Linked DNA regions of Sus scrofa: regions 1 and 2 are each linked to region 3. Evidence: chromatin contacts called from public Hi-C data. All regions are on one chromosome and are shown on one strand. Each heading gives the region's core, a stretch centred on a gene start, on an enhancer-like site or on the middle of the called end of the contact. The rest is flanking DNA. Distances are from core to core; before and after follow the strand shown. Region 1 holds the start of EBAG9 (receptor-binding cancer antigen expressed on SiSo cells). Region 2 holds the start of ENY2 (enhancer of yellow 2 homolog (Drosophila)). Region 3 holds the start of EIF3E (eukaryotic translation initiation factor 3 subunit E).

Region 1 (3,769 bases), core at 506-3,005, 1.3 Mb after region 3:
TAAAGACCCCAAATTATTGGCACTTATGATCCCCATTATAGGATTACTACTTGACAACTAGAGTAGAAATGATTTTTAAATATTCTTTTGTATGTATTTTAAAAGCAAGTTTTAAGTTTGCAGTCTTAAGCAAGCTTTGTTTGTTTCACTGTTGTGCTGGAAAGCAAATATTCACCATTTGTTTCCGGAAAAAGGTAACCTTTTGTTTCATTTGCAAATGGAAAATTTAATAAAGAAAACTGAGGAATAATTTTAAAATAAAATATCATAGGGATATAATAAATAACTTGAAGCAAAAATACAAGTCACTAAGGAAAAGCATTATGAACACCTGTTCATGTGAGGATGTAGGCTATTTTAGATTATTGGATTTTTAAAATCCAAAAAAATTCTGGAAATTTTGAATTAATTGAATTTAGGTATTTGAAGAGATTAAAGATTAGAACAGATCTGCTGAAGGTCAAGTGACCCTTTAAGGGACTGCAGAGGGTTAAGTGGACTTAGGGAGGTGTAGTCACTGGGAATGATCTAGTAGTAACATAGCACTACTAGCAGGTGGTAACAGGTTTTTGTTTTTTTTTTTTTTGGTAATAGTTCTTATCTGTGAATGTCTGGTCTGTGTCAGACTCTGCCCTAAAAGCTTTGTAAACATTACCCATGAAGTAGACCGACCCTATTGTGGCCATTTTACCAAGGAGGAAACTGAGGTTTAGAGATGGAATAATTTATCCAAGTTTACACAGAATCATTCCAGAGCAACAGTGAGAAACATTCTTTCTTCCCTTCTTGGGGATGAACAAGTTAAGTTATTAACAGAAAGGTGGTACAGATTGGGGTGGGGTGGAGTGGGGTGGGAGTGGGAGTGGGAATAGAGGTACTAGAAAGTTAAGTGGGTAGGTAAGGGCTGATCAGGGTGACAGAACAAAGGTAACTGTAACTAAAAAACAGGTAGAAAAAGTCTGGTTAAGGAACAATTTGCATGAACAGCTTTCAGCCTTTGATCATATAAACTTTCAACCTCTCTCACCAGTCACAATGCATCAATAGAGCAGATAAATTTTATGAGGGCCCTTTGCCCACAATAGCAAAAGATGTCTGCCTTTTAATAGCACAATGTTTAAGAAGAAACAAAAAAGAATCAGATTTCAAAAAGAGAACCACAGAACTTCTTAGTTTGGAACCCAGTAACAAACGCAGAGACACGGTGAAGTGCCACTTTTTAACTTTCAGTTAGAGGAAATCCAATTTCCTTGGATTACTTGGAGGAGTAAAAAAATTGCTTGAAGGAACATAAATCCTGAACTGAACTCTTCCACCCTAAAGTGGTGGAATGATTGAGATCTGGCCTACTCAGACTCATCATCCTAAGACAGCGGGGGTGCCCTAACTTTTCACAGTCTAAACACTGATTTCTCTTGGTCCCATATGGCAGGGGGATTCTGTGGGTTTAACGAAAATGGGAATGGTTGGAGCAAAAGCACTCTGTATAGAAAGTAGGACACCACCACATGAGCCCAGGAACTCCGCAACAGAACAGCCTGTCCAGCCAGCACCGGTCACAAAAAAACTACTCTAGACTGAGCCGGGGCTGCTGCCACGCCAGCCGCAGCCACTTGCCCGCTCCCGCAGCGCTTATTGGCTCTCAGCTCCAACGCCGGACCCACAGCCTCTCGCCTATTGGGCAAGGCAGGATTTGGGGCGGGGTGCGGAAGTGAAGGTTTGGGACTACGGAGAGCTGCCTTAGAGGGCAAAGAAGGAGGGGCAGGGGTGGGACAGGGGGAGGGTTTCCCAAGGAGGGGGCGGCTATGGCAGTTGCAAGGCGGCAACGGCGCCAGAGACGGAGCGCGCGCCCGGCTTTGAATGAGCGGGACTGGGACTGAACGGCAGGAGCGCGAGCTCGAGGAAGAGATCGGCAGCGCGCGTGCGCGCGCCTTGTGTGCGCGCGCGGCCCGCGGCAGCTCGGAGCCTCCGCCGGGCGGGCGGGGAGGGGGAGGGGCAGGTGAGTGTGTGCGGCTCGCGCGCTCCCGCGAGGGGCTTCCCTCCCCCACCCTCACCCCGATTCTGACCCGGGCCCTGGGGGAGGGGGAGTGTCCTTTGCCCTTCCTGGGTTAGCCCTCCTTTCTGCCCTGCACTTCGCGTCCTTCCTCCTCCCTTTCGCCCCTCCGCCCAGTTTCCCCCCACCCTAGCCGGCTGCAACTCTGGGGTACTGTTTCCGGGTCAGGTTGACCTCTGGGGTGAGGGAATCGCGACCCGAAGCGGCCGCTGGCGCGCAGCCCTCACCATGCCACGCTCACGCGTGGGGGACTGGCCTGCGGTGCGCCGGCCCAGAAACCCCGGAGCCCCTAAATCTGCCCTCCACAGGGAAATTTTCCCGTTCTTCCTGCCCTTCCTCTACAGGCCTTGCTCCTTCCCTGGCAGATTTTTTCAAAACCCTACTCCCAGCCTTCTGGGCACCCACTAGGAGCAATTAAGAGCGTTTCACAAAAGGCGGTGCGCATGGCGTCGGATTGTGTAACCTGAAATCGCTCCTGTCACTTTTCTCATCTGTACAGTGGGCATGATTTTTTTTTTTTTTTCATCAGACAATTTCAGGTGGGTAATCTGAAGTTAAAGCATTTTGGTTCTAAAACTCCTTACGTTTGAATCTTTCAGGAGACTTTTCTCTGCCTTTGTAAGAGCCTCAGTGGTGTCACGTATTGAGGGCCTGACTGAGTTGTCAGAGATGATCCGGTGTTCCGACTTTACAACCCTCTCTCACATTCTACTTCTAGTTCCCCTTCACTTGCCGCTGCCGAAGTCAGCTTTTTCAAATTTAAGTGAGTTTGGGTAGATTTTATTTTTGGAGGCTTGTAATACACCTTCGCTTACCTCAGAGAGTTACAAGCTTAATTTGAGGATAATCTGTATTGGATCAGATAGTATGGTGTTTCAACATTTTCAAAATCAAAAATACGTTTTAAAGATACAGCAGTGAATGACCTATTTGGTATGTAACAACATAGACCTTGGTTTGGTTTATTTAAGGAATTGTGATGTAGGAACTGTACTCAAAAGATGCACAGTTTACATGGAATGATACAGAAGAAAGATAAATTTAATCTTTCCGTTTCAAATGCAGCATTCTTTAAAATTTTAGGTGAATCTTTTTCACTTGACATAGCCAAACTATCATTACTGTTGATTTCCTAGAGACGTAGTTTGTCCAGAAGGCCTGAGATTAGGTTGCTTCATGGTTCTGAACCTTACTTCTGCTATATGTAAAGTTTTTGTGTTTTTGTAGTAATTTTTAAGGAAGTTTTATTATATTAGCATTTCTCAGTTCTAGAAAGTACTTTGAAGCAGTTAAAATGCAGTAGTTTAAGATGTGTACTTCTCAGATTGGTGATCTAGAGAGCATTTCAAAAATCAAGTGAGGCACTGAATGTAAAATTAAAGAAGAGGCTTCTTAAATGATATGTGGTATGAGAAGAGCCTGGGCTTTTGCATTTAGGGGTCTCTTTAAATTCTGGGTGAGTGAATCTGGGCATCATTAGCAATTGAGGTCAGCCTCATCTGTTAAATGGGAATAGTGAAACTTACCTTTTTCGTTTTTAGGATTCCAGTAAGGCCATAGAACATACAATGTCTAGAACTTATCGCTCAAGGAATGACATTTTCCCTTCATTCAGTAAATATTTGAGTACTTACATGCTTACTTAGTGCTTGGCATGGCTAAGGCCTAGAAATACCAAACTAAGCAAAATTGATGGGGGTCCTCCTGCCCTTGTAG
Region 2 (4,328 bases), core at 1,549-4,048, 1.1 Mb after region 3:
TGCATCCCAAACAGACTCTAAGACCAACAATGGTGAAAAGAGGGGAGAAAAAGAACAACTTAGTTTCTCATGAAGTTAATGTATTTAATTTAGAGAACTTTTCATTGTGAGATTTTGCTTTTTTGGTGTTAAAATATCCTTCTGTTTATCAAAGGATGGGTGAGTGCATATTTTTTTTAAGAACCATCTCCACTTAGTAACTTAAAAAGTTGGCAAATCTATGACAGCTGAGCTTTATTTTTTATTGTAATGGTCCTTGGAAAAGTCTGGGAAACACTGACTTAAAGGATAAAGTCCAAAAGACAAAAAGTGCCCTTACCTATCTAAGTTCTCTCACTTTCCCAGAAGACTTTTTTGCTCTGGAAATATAACATTGCAATAATGCCCTGCACATGACCTAATTTCTTCCCTTTGCTCACACTTCCCCAGGAATGAAATGACCTCAAACAACTTCTCTTCTCCACTCAATCTACTAACTACTCACTATGCCAAGCACTACGGCAGTGAGTGGTTTTAAAAAACAAAACAAAAAAACACCACTGTAAGCATGGAGCTCACAGCCTAGTGGAGGAAACACATATGAAATGAATGAAGAATCAAAAATTATGATTTAAGTACTATCCTTCAGAGAACAGAATGAAGGAGCCCAAAATCAAAGGCAGGAAGCCTAGTCAGGAAGGTATTACAGCTCCGGTAAGAAAGAACAATTTGAACAAGGGAAGAGGCATAGAGAAGTTAAGATTTTGAGTTGACTGGATTTGCTGAAAAACCGAATAGGAGATAAAAGAGAAGAAATACACCAAAGGATGACTCCAGCATGAGCAACTACGTCCACCTGAACTAGCAGTCCCAATTTTTTATGCTTCCCTGGATCTATTATGCCCTTCGGTTTGAGCTTCCCATACTGACTCTAGGCTGGATTATAAGACTTGCTTTGGCCAATGAGACAACAGCGAACATACTGCAAGCAGAGCTTTACAAAGCTCTTGGGCACTGCTTCTGGTCTCTTGGGATAAGCCTGTGCCAGCCTGATGAAGGATGAGACACCACTTGGAGGAAAGCCAAGCAGAGAACATCCACAATCATCCTAAAACAGCCTAGAGAACCCCCAAATATATGAGAAGGGTGTCCATTCATGACTAAAACCACCTAGTTGACCTTATGAGCAATAACAACTGCTTATTGTTTTGAGCCACGGAGTTTTGCGGTGATTTTTTTAATGCAAAACATGGTGGTATCATTTACTTAAATGGAGTGGGAGAAAGGGAATGAAAAGAAATATCAAGATCATTCTCTGACCCTGATTAACTCCTACCTATCCTTTAAAGCTCAACTTAGATATCACCTTCTCCAGGAAGCTTCCCCAGATGTCCCAGGCTGGTCTGGGAAAGATAGTGAAACACTATCATTATGTTTTATACATATCCCTATCAATGCCTTACCATACTGTCCTATAATTATCTGCTTACACTTTTCTTCCTAAGTAGACAGCATTTTTATGTTATCGACTGTGCTATACTCATCTTGATAGTATCAGCATGTTACATAAAACAAGCTCTCAAAAGAGGTTTCTTAATATATAGTAAATGAATAGACTTGTTTGATGCTAAAAAAATCTATTAACTCTAGGTTATTTCTCCAAGTGTGATCCACTGACAATATACATCAAAATCAGCAAGACTGTGTATTAAAAATGCAATTTTGGGGTTATCACTAACAAAAATTGCCATCCATTACGTTGTAAAAGCAAGGCTGAATATTCCCGCCAGCTACAGATAAACAAAACAAGTAGCAGGAGTGTAGGTACTAACCCAACTTTTCTTCGAAATTTTCTCCAGATGTAATGTACGTGAGAGTCCTTAGTCTGATGGCCCATAAGTAAGTGAAAATGCTCCTAAGTATAATAGAGTTTCTCTTCTAAGAATTGGGTCTCGGCCAGAAAAAACAGGAGCAGAGGATCCTCCAAAGAGGCGTGGCTTCTCAACGCACCGGTTTACAGAGGATGCTCCAGGAGGAAAGCCTGTCCTGAGCTTTCCCCGCAGCAAGGGCCACACCAGGACCGACAGGCAAGCGGAACCTAGGCATCACCCGCGGACCTCGGAGCCCTGGGAAGCGAAGCCAAGGGGCGGCGCAGGGTCCCACCGGAGGAGCCAATCAAAGGCGGCTCCTTCAGGGTTCGGGGATGGGCTTTCATTTTCCACAGGCAGCCACCCGGGGTCCACCCCAGCCCAGCAGGCCACGAAGAAGGCCACGGTCCCCTGGCTAGCCACAGCCAGCAAGGAAGAAAATGCGGGAAGAGTCGGGCCAATGGCAGCCGAAGGGGGAAAAGAACAGAGTGCGAGGGGGCACCGCCTCGTCCCACCTGCGTCAAGTTCCAGCTGGTAACAGGGCAGCGGCTCGAGCGAGAGCTTGTAACCCTCGAAGCGGGGATCCAACAGAGGTCTCTTCACCCGCAGGGAGCAATTAGCGGCCACATCCATCGCCTTGCGAGGTGCTAGCGTGAGAATTAATAAAGCTCTTGTTGAAAGATCCGCGCTCCCCTCGTAGCACCGAGGCTGGCTGGCGGCGTGGTTCCCATCCCAGAAAACACTGCGGCGTAGCGTGCCTTCTGGGAAATGTAGTATCCACGAGAAAGTTGGCTCTGTTGCATGCTGGGATATGTAGTTTTCTAGGCGCTTAATGCCCGTGCGAAAGCAGGATCTGGACTCTCTTACCCAGAGGACTGAGCAACCAGGAGGCGGCCCGCGCTGGTTAAATTCTCACATTATAGGCAGGGTGGCGAGACCCCGCCCCGGAAATGCGTGTGCTAGCTTTCTGTGTGCTTAGGTGCCCGAGCTACTGAGGGTCTAGGTCCGGGCAGCCGAAGAGTGTGGTAGGTAACGGTCGTCAGCGCAAGGGTCATTTCGTCGCTGGGAAGGGACGGCCCTCGCCCGCGGTGATGGTGGTGAGCTATGCCCGTGGTCCTCAGGGCCGGGACCCGGGCCCAGCCCAGGCTCCTTTCGATGTGCTGTCTTTCGTTAGCTTCCCCGACCCGCGCTCGCGGGCCTGTAGGGCTCTCCGACAGGGCGTGCTACCGGAGTTGGCCTGAAGCCAGTCCTCGCTTTGTTTTCTGGCTCCTCCCCTCCCGCCTCTCCCGCTGTCTCCGCCCTATTCTATTTTCCCAAAGAATGTCTGAACTGGGAGGGATCCCCTAGCGCCCTTGTTTTACCAGTGAGAAAACTGAGGCCTTTAAGAACTGACTTGGCCAAGGTCACTATCCGTATTTTAGGGGCCAAGGCAAGATCAAGTTCAATATCCTAGGACTGGTACTGACTAGATCTTAGTATTACTTTGAAAATGTTGCCCTCCAACGTCAAAAGCGAACATTTCTTACTACGTTCTCAACCTCTCCTTTCTCCTGTTCCATTAAAAAAAATAATAACTGAAAACTCACTACCAGTCTGAGTTTCATATGAGCAACGAGATGGGAGACAACAAAAGTAGTCTAAAGTTAGTGACAGATGAGCGGAGTAACGTTAGCTTATTCCAAGTTGTACAACCCAATCTTCCTCTCCTTTCTACACCGTTTTGGTTGTCTGTTTTTCTGAAAATTGAGAATTTTCTAAGTTAGGAATTAGTTTGAAATTTGTTTTCTCCTTATCCCAACCGGCAAGCTTTGGTAAAGAATACACATATACTTACTGTTAGTTTGGCAGTTATAATTCTGGGTACATTATAGTGAAAAGCGAAGTAAAGCACTTAGGAGCCTTACCGGGAAATTTCGTTTTTCACCAATTGTGCTTAATCTTTTATCGATATTGGGGTATTATAGCCAAACTTTTGCATGCAGTTAAGGTGCCAAAGTGATTAGCAATCAATTATGGTCTGGGGACCTCTGGGGTCACAGTACCTGAGTTCAAGTCTTGCCTTCACTTTTTTATCCTCGTGCCTCAGTTTCCTCATCTGTAAAATACAAATTATGTTAATAGTACTTACATAAAAGAATATGATCTGGGAATTAAATGAGTTAAAAACTCAGTGCCTTAAGTCAGTGACAGGCACACAACTGTTTAGTAGATGTTACAATAACTGTTATTGTCCAAAGACTCGTTAATAAAGGGTATATGGGGAAGAAAATTCTAAAGTTCATGATTATGACTGCTTGGGATGCAGTAAATAATATTAAGAATAATGATACTGTGAACACATCAAAATTTATCACCCCTTCAGGTGACAGACACTGTTAAACATATTGAGGTGCTTACCTAGAGGATTTAGAAGAAAATGCTTTGTAAGTGTTCTGTATCTGAAAATACATGTTGATGTTCAGGTTAGCAAGATGAACAAAG
Region 3 (3,803 bases), core at 253-2,752:
ATTGCTCTTGAGACACACAAAATCTATTCCCCAAATCCAGTAGACTTAGGTTTTAATCTGCTTCCAGAAACAGAATGCACTTACTTTTTATCCAATATTTTAACTGCTTCATCACAATATTACTTTATTATAACTATTACAATGGACCAATTTCCAAAAAAAAAAAAAAAAAAACCCTAAGATGTTACTAAACCTCACATTTCAAAACTTTTAGGACTGAGACATTTTAAAATGAGTTACCAGAACCACATACTTTTTCAAGATACCTTGAGTAGCCAAGTGAAGGTTAACGACCAATTTAAATCATTCGAAGTCTGTACATCTATACACCGAAGAACAACTTGATTTAAAAATTATCAGGTTGTTATTTTTGAGCTCACCTCCCCATCTGACGAAATATAAGCTTCTAGATGTGACTGGCTACCGAAACTCAATGCAAAGAACTCAGAACTTTGCGGAAACTAGGCGTCTACATATCTAAGGTTAAGAAAATCATTCCAAACCGTCTTCCAGGCAAAACCACAAAGTGAAGGCCACCCTTTCTACAGAGCCCAAAGGAAAAATTAAAATCTCTAACAGTCCAATTTGCTTTTAGAAAACGGCCTGAATTTAAATTAAGCTCAGGCATTACTACAGCGAAGCCAGCCAATCGTCAACTTCCGAGAATGACGCGGAAGTCCTGAGGCAATGGCACCTCCAGAAGTGAAGTAGAAACCCCTCCCTTTCTCCCCTGAGCTTCAAACTGTCACCACACCCCTACTCACGGACGAACTCCGCAGTGCTAATCAACGGGGACGACGCTAAACTACCAGTAAGGCAGGGTCCTTACTGCTCCACTCGGGACCAACTCAGGGCCGCCTCACACGTGTGTCAGGCCTAGGGCTACCGCCACCGCCTGTCGGCCTTACTCCGCATCTCACGGGCTCCCAAGACTTCCTCGCTCTCAAGGCCCACTTACCTCCTTTACGGAGAGAAACTCAAGCAACGGAAAGACTAGATGCCGATCCAAAAAGTGCGCGATACGAGTAGTCAAGTCGTACTCGGCCATCTTGGCAAGAAAAAAGAAAGTGTGCCCTCGCTTAAACTTTATTGATAGCGCCGACAAACGAACAGACAAGCCCCGAACTGCGCAAATGCACTGGTTAACCGATCCACGGGAAAGGGGCGGGATTCAGAGAGGCCTGGTACTACGCATGTGCTTTGGTTAAAGCCGCCAAAGGAAAGGGGCGGGGTTCAACCGCCGGCGCTCAGAGAACATTGCGCATGCGCGAGGTCTTAGCTTCCCTCCTGCCTTCCCCTCCTCCCTCTGCGCAGTTCCGGACGGATCAGAGCGCGAAAAGATTGCTTCTTGAAAGTTTGTCAAACTCCTGCAATGTGTTCAGCTAACCGGTACTGAAGACTTAGAATTGACTGCTGAGGCAATGTCTTTGTATTGGAGATGTGGCACGGGATAAGATCATGAGGTCTCTGCTCTTCTGAAAGTTACATACAGGGAGGAATAGCTGAACTTGTATTTGGCATATAGTTACGGTTTTGTGTGTTAAAGCGGGACGGGTTTCTGGACAAAAAGCAAATGAAGTAATTACAGATTATAGTAAGATCCATAACTTGTCGTAGGTGGAGGATGCTGGTTGGGACTTTTTTATTAGGAAATTTAGAATGTAAAATAAAATTCACTGTTTTATGGCAAGATAAAAATTTAAACATTAAAAAGTTATCTGACCTTTGGCCTTCTTTCTCCTGCTACTGTGCATTGTATGCCTGCATTATGCATCAACTAAACCTCTCCCATCGGCAGGATACCAGCCCAAGCATAAAAAACAATATTTTCCTAGCATCAATAGGACAATTCCTTAAAAGATAACATTCCTTCTCAATTTTGAAAGGGGTCACATGACCCACGAGAATGATGCTTAGATCTGGATTATATAAACTGTCAATAATACATCATTTGATGTTACAGCCCTGTCTCAAAAAATTTACATAACTGTGCCTTGATTTCTAACCAGTGAAACAGTTCTCAGAGCTTTCTGAGATGCTCCTCCTGGGTTATAATCCCCAAATTTGGCTCGGATAAAGTTTTCCACTTCTTTCTTAGGTCAACTGATTAATTTTCAACAAAAGAAAATTGAGGTATATAATTTAGCTGCGAGTTGTGGTAAGAGAAGCAGGTGACCAAAATTAGAGCCTGGAAAACATGCCTGGTGAAAGGCACAGCAAAGACAAAGGCCATAAGACAGAAAAGGACTTGGTGTGTTTCAAAAACTGAGTATCCTACTGGACTGAAGAGTGGGTTAAAGACATTGAGATAGGTCAGGTCATAATAAGGTAAGGTTTACAGGTTTTATTCTGAGTACTCATCTCCTTTGCTAGTTCCTTGTCATCTCTCAGGCCTCTTCATTTTGGACTGCCTTGGGATCTTGGACCTCTTTGCTATCTAGGCAAATGTCCCAAGTGACCTCATTCAACCTAATGGCTTTAGGTGCAGTCTTCACATTGACAACACCCAAACACAGACTATTGGTCAATAGCAGGTGCCCATATATGCAACATCCTAAACATTAACATGTCCAAATAATGCTCCTTTTTGCACCCTTCTCCACCTCAGTGAATGTCACCTCCATCCATCTGGTTGTTCAGACCCAAAATCTTCAAATCATCTTCGGTTTTTCTCTTTCTCATACTTTACATTGACTCTACCAGCAAATCATCTGGTTCTACCTTTGAAGCAAATCGATGATCTGGCGTTGCCATATGCCATGGTGTAGGTCGCAGACACGGTTTGGATTTGATGTTGCTCTGACTGTGGTTGTGGCCAGAAGCTACAGCTCTGGTTCAACCCCTAGCCTGGGAACCTCCATATGCTGCAGGCGTGGCCCTAAAAAGACAAAAAAAAAAAAAAAAAAAAAAAAAGCAAATCCAGAGCCAATCAATTCATACCACCCACAAAGTTAATTCTTATGCCAAACCACCATTATCTCTTGCTTTGATTTTTGGGATAGCCTCTCCACTAATCACCTTGTTTCCCCTCTTTTCCTCCTGTGGTTTATTCTCCATGCAACAGCCAGACTGTCTTATAAAAGCCAAATTATGCTCAAAACCGTCCACACCTTGTTATCTCAGGGCAAATTGTATAGGTTTTAAAATAGTCTAAAAAGTCCTAGGTCATCTGGACGCATAATCTCTCATACCTCATCTTCTCCATCTTCTCTTTCTCATTCTACCACAGCCCTAAGCAACCACTAATCTACTTTATGCCTCGGTCAATTTTCCTATTCAGGACTTTCATATGAATGGAATAAGAAAATATATGGCCTTTTGTGTCTGAATTTTTTCACTTTACATAATGTTTTCAAGGTCGATCCAAGTTGTAGCATGTATCAGGATGTCATTCATTCTTATGTTTGAATAATATTCTGTTATAAGGATATAGAATATATGATTTATGCATCCATCCACTGATGGACATTTGGATTGTTTCCACTTGTTGGCTGCTATAAATAATGCTGTTAATAAACATTAATGTACTCATTTTTATGTAAAAATATATTTTCAGTTCTCTTGCATCTATATTCAGAGGTAGAAGTGCTGAGTTATATGGTAACTGTGTTTAATCATTTGAGGAACTCCCAGAGTATGCTATAATTTTGCAAGATGTTACCACTGGAGGAAACTGAATAAAGTTACCTTTACTCAGATACATGGGATCTTCCTGTACTATTTCTTACAACAGCAAGTGAACCTATTAATCTCAGAATAAAACTGTAATTTAAAAAATGATTCTTAGACTTTTGAGCTTAACA

The links. Hi-C and Micro-C count contacts between places; a contact is called where the count stands out from the background.
Region 1: a contact with region 3 is called in a Hi-C map of liver, with 6 times the contacts expected there. The contact joins the promoter of EBAG9 here to the promoter of EIF3E in region 3. A contact is called at or near these places in 3 of 47 Hi-C or Micro-C datasets (heart right ventricle, liver and skeletal muscle).
Region 2: a Hi-C map of liver shows a contact between it and region 3, with 5 times the contacts expected there. The contact joins the promoter of ENY2 here to the promoter of EIF3E in region 3. A contact is called at or near these places in 1 of 5 promoter capture datasets (liver), 8 of 47 Hi-C or Micro-C datasets (heart right ventricle, liver, mesenteric adipose tissue and 3 more) and 2 of 2 datasets of contacts at active chromatin or transcription factors (alveolar macrophages and skeletal muscle).

What each region holds. Positions count from the first base shown.
Region 1 is chr4:28,011,956-28,015,724 of Sscrofa11.1, reverse strand. EBAG9 (receptor-binding cancer antigen expressed on SiSo cells) reads left to right here and starts at 1,755. Exons shown (of 7, transcript XM_013988048.2): 1 at 1,755-1,999.
Region 2 is chr4:28,202,006-28,206,333 of Sscrofa11.1, reverse strand. ENY2 (enhancer of yellow 2 homolog (Drosophila)) reads left to right here and starts at 2,798. Exons shown (of 5, transcript NM_001243454.1): 1 at 2,798-2,872; 2 at 4,310-4,328. The coding sequence starts at 4,319. It overlaps NUDCD1 (nudC domain-containing protein 1), which reads right to left and starts at 2,618. Exons shown (of 10, transcript XM_021089013.1): 1 at 2,363-2,618. The coding sequence starts at 2,480.
Region 3 is chr4:29,286,577-29,290,379 of Sscrofa11.1, reverse strand. It overlaps EIF3E (eukaryotic translation initiation factor 3 subunit E), which reads right to left and starts at 1,502. Exons shown (of 13, transcript XM_021089027.1): 1 at 959-1,502. The coding sequence starts at 1,048.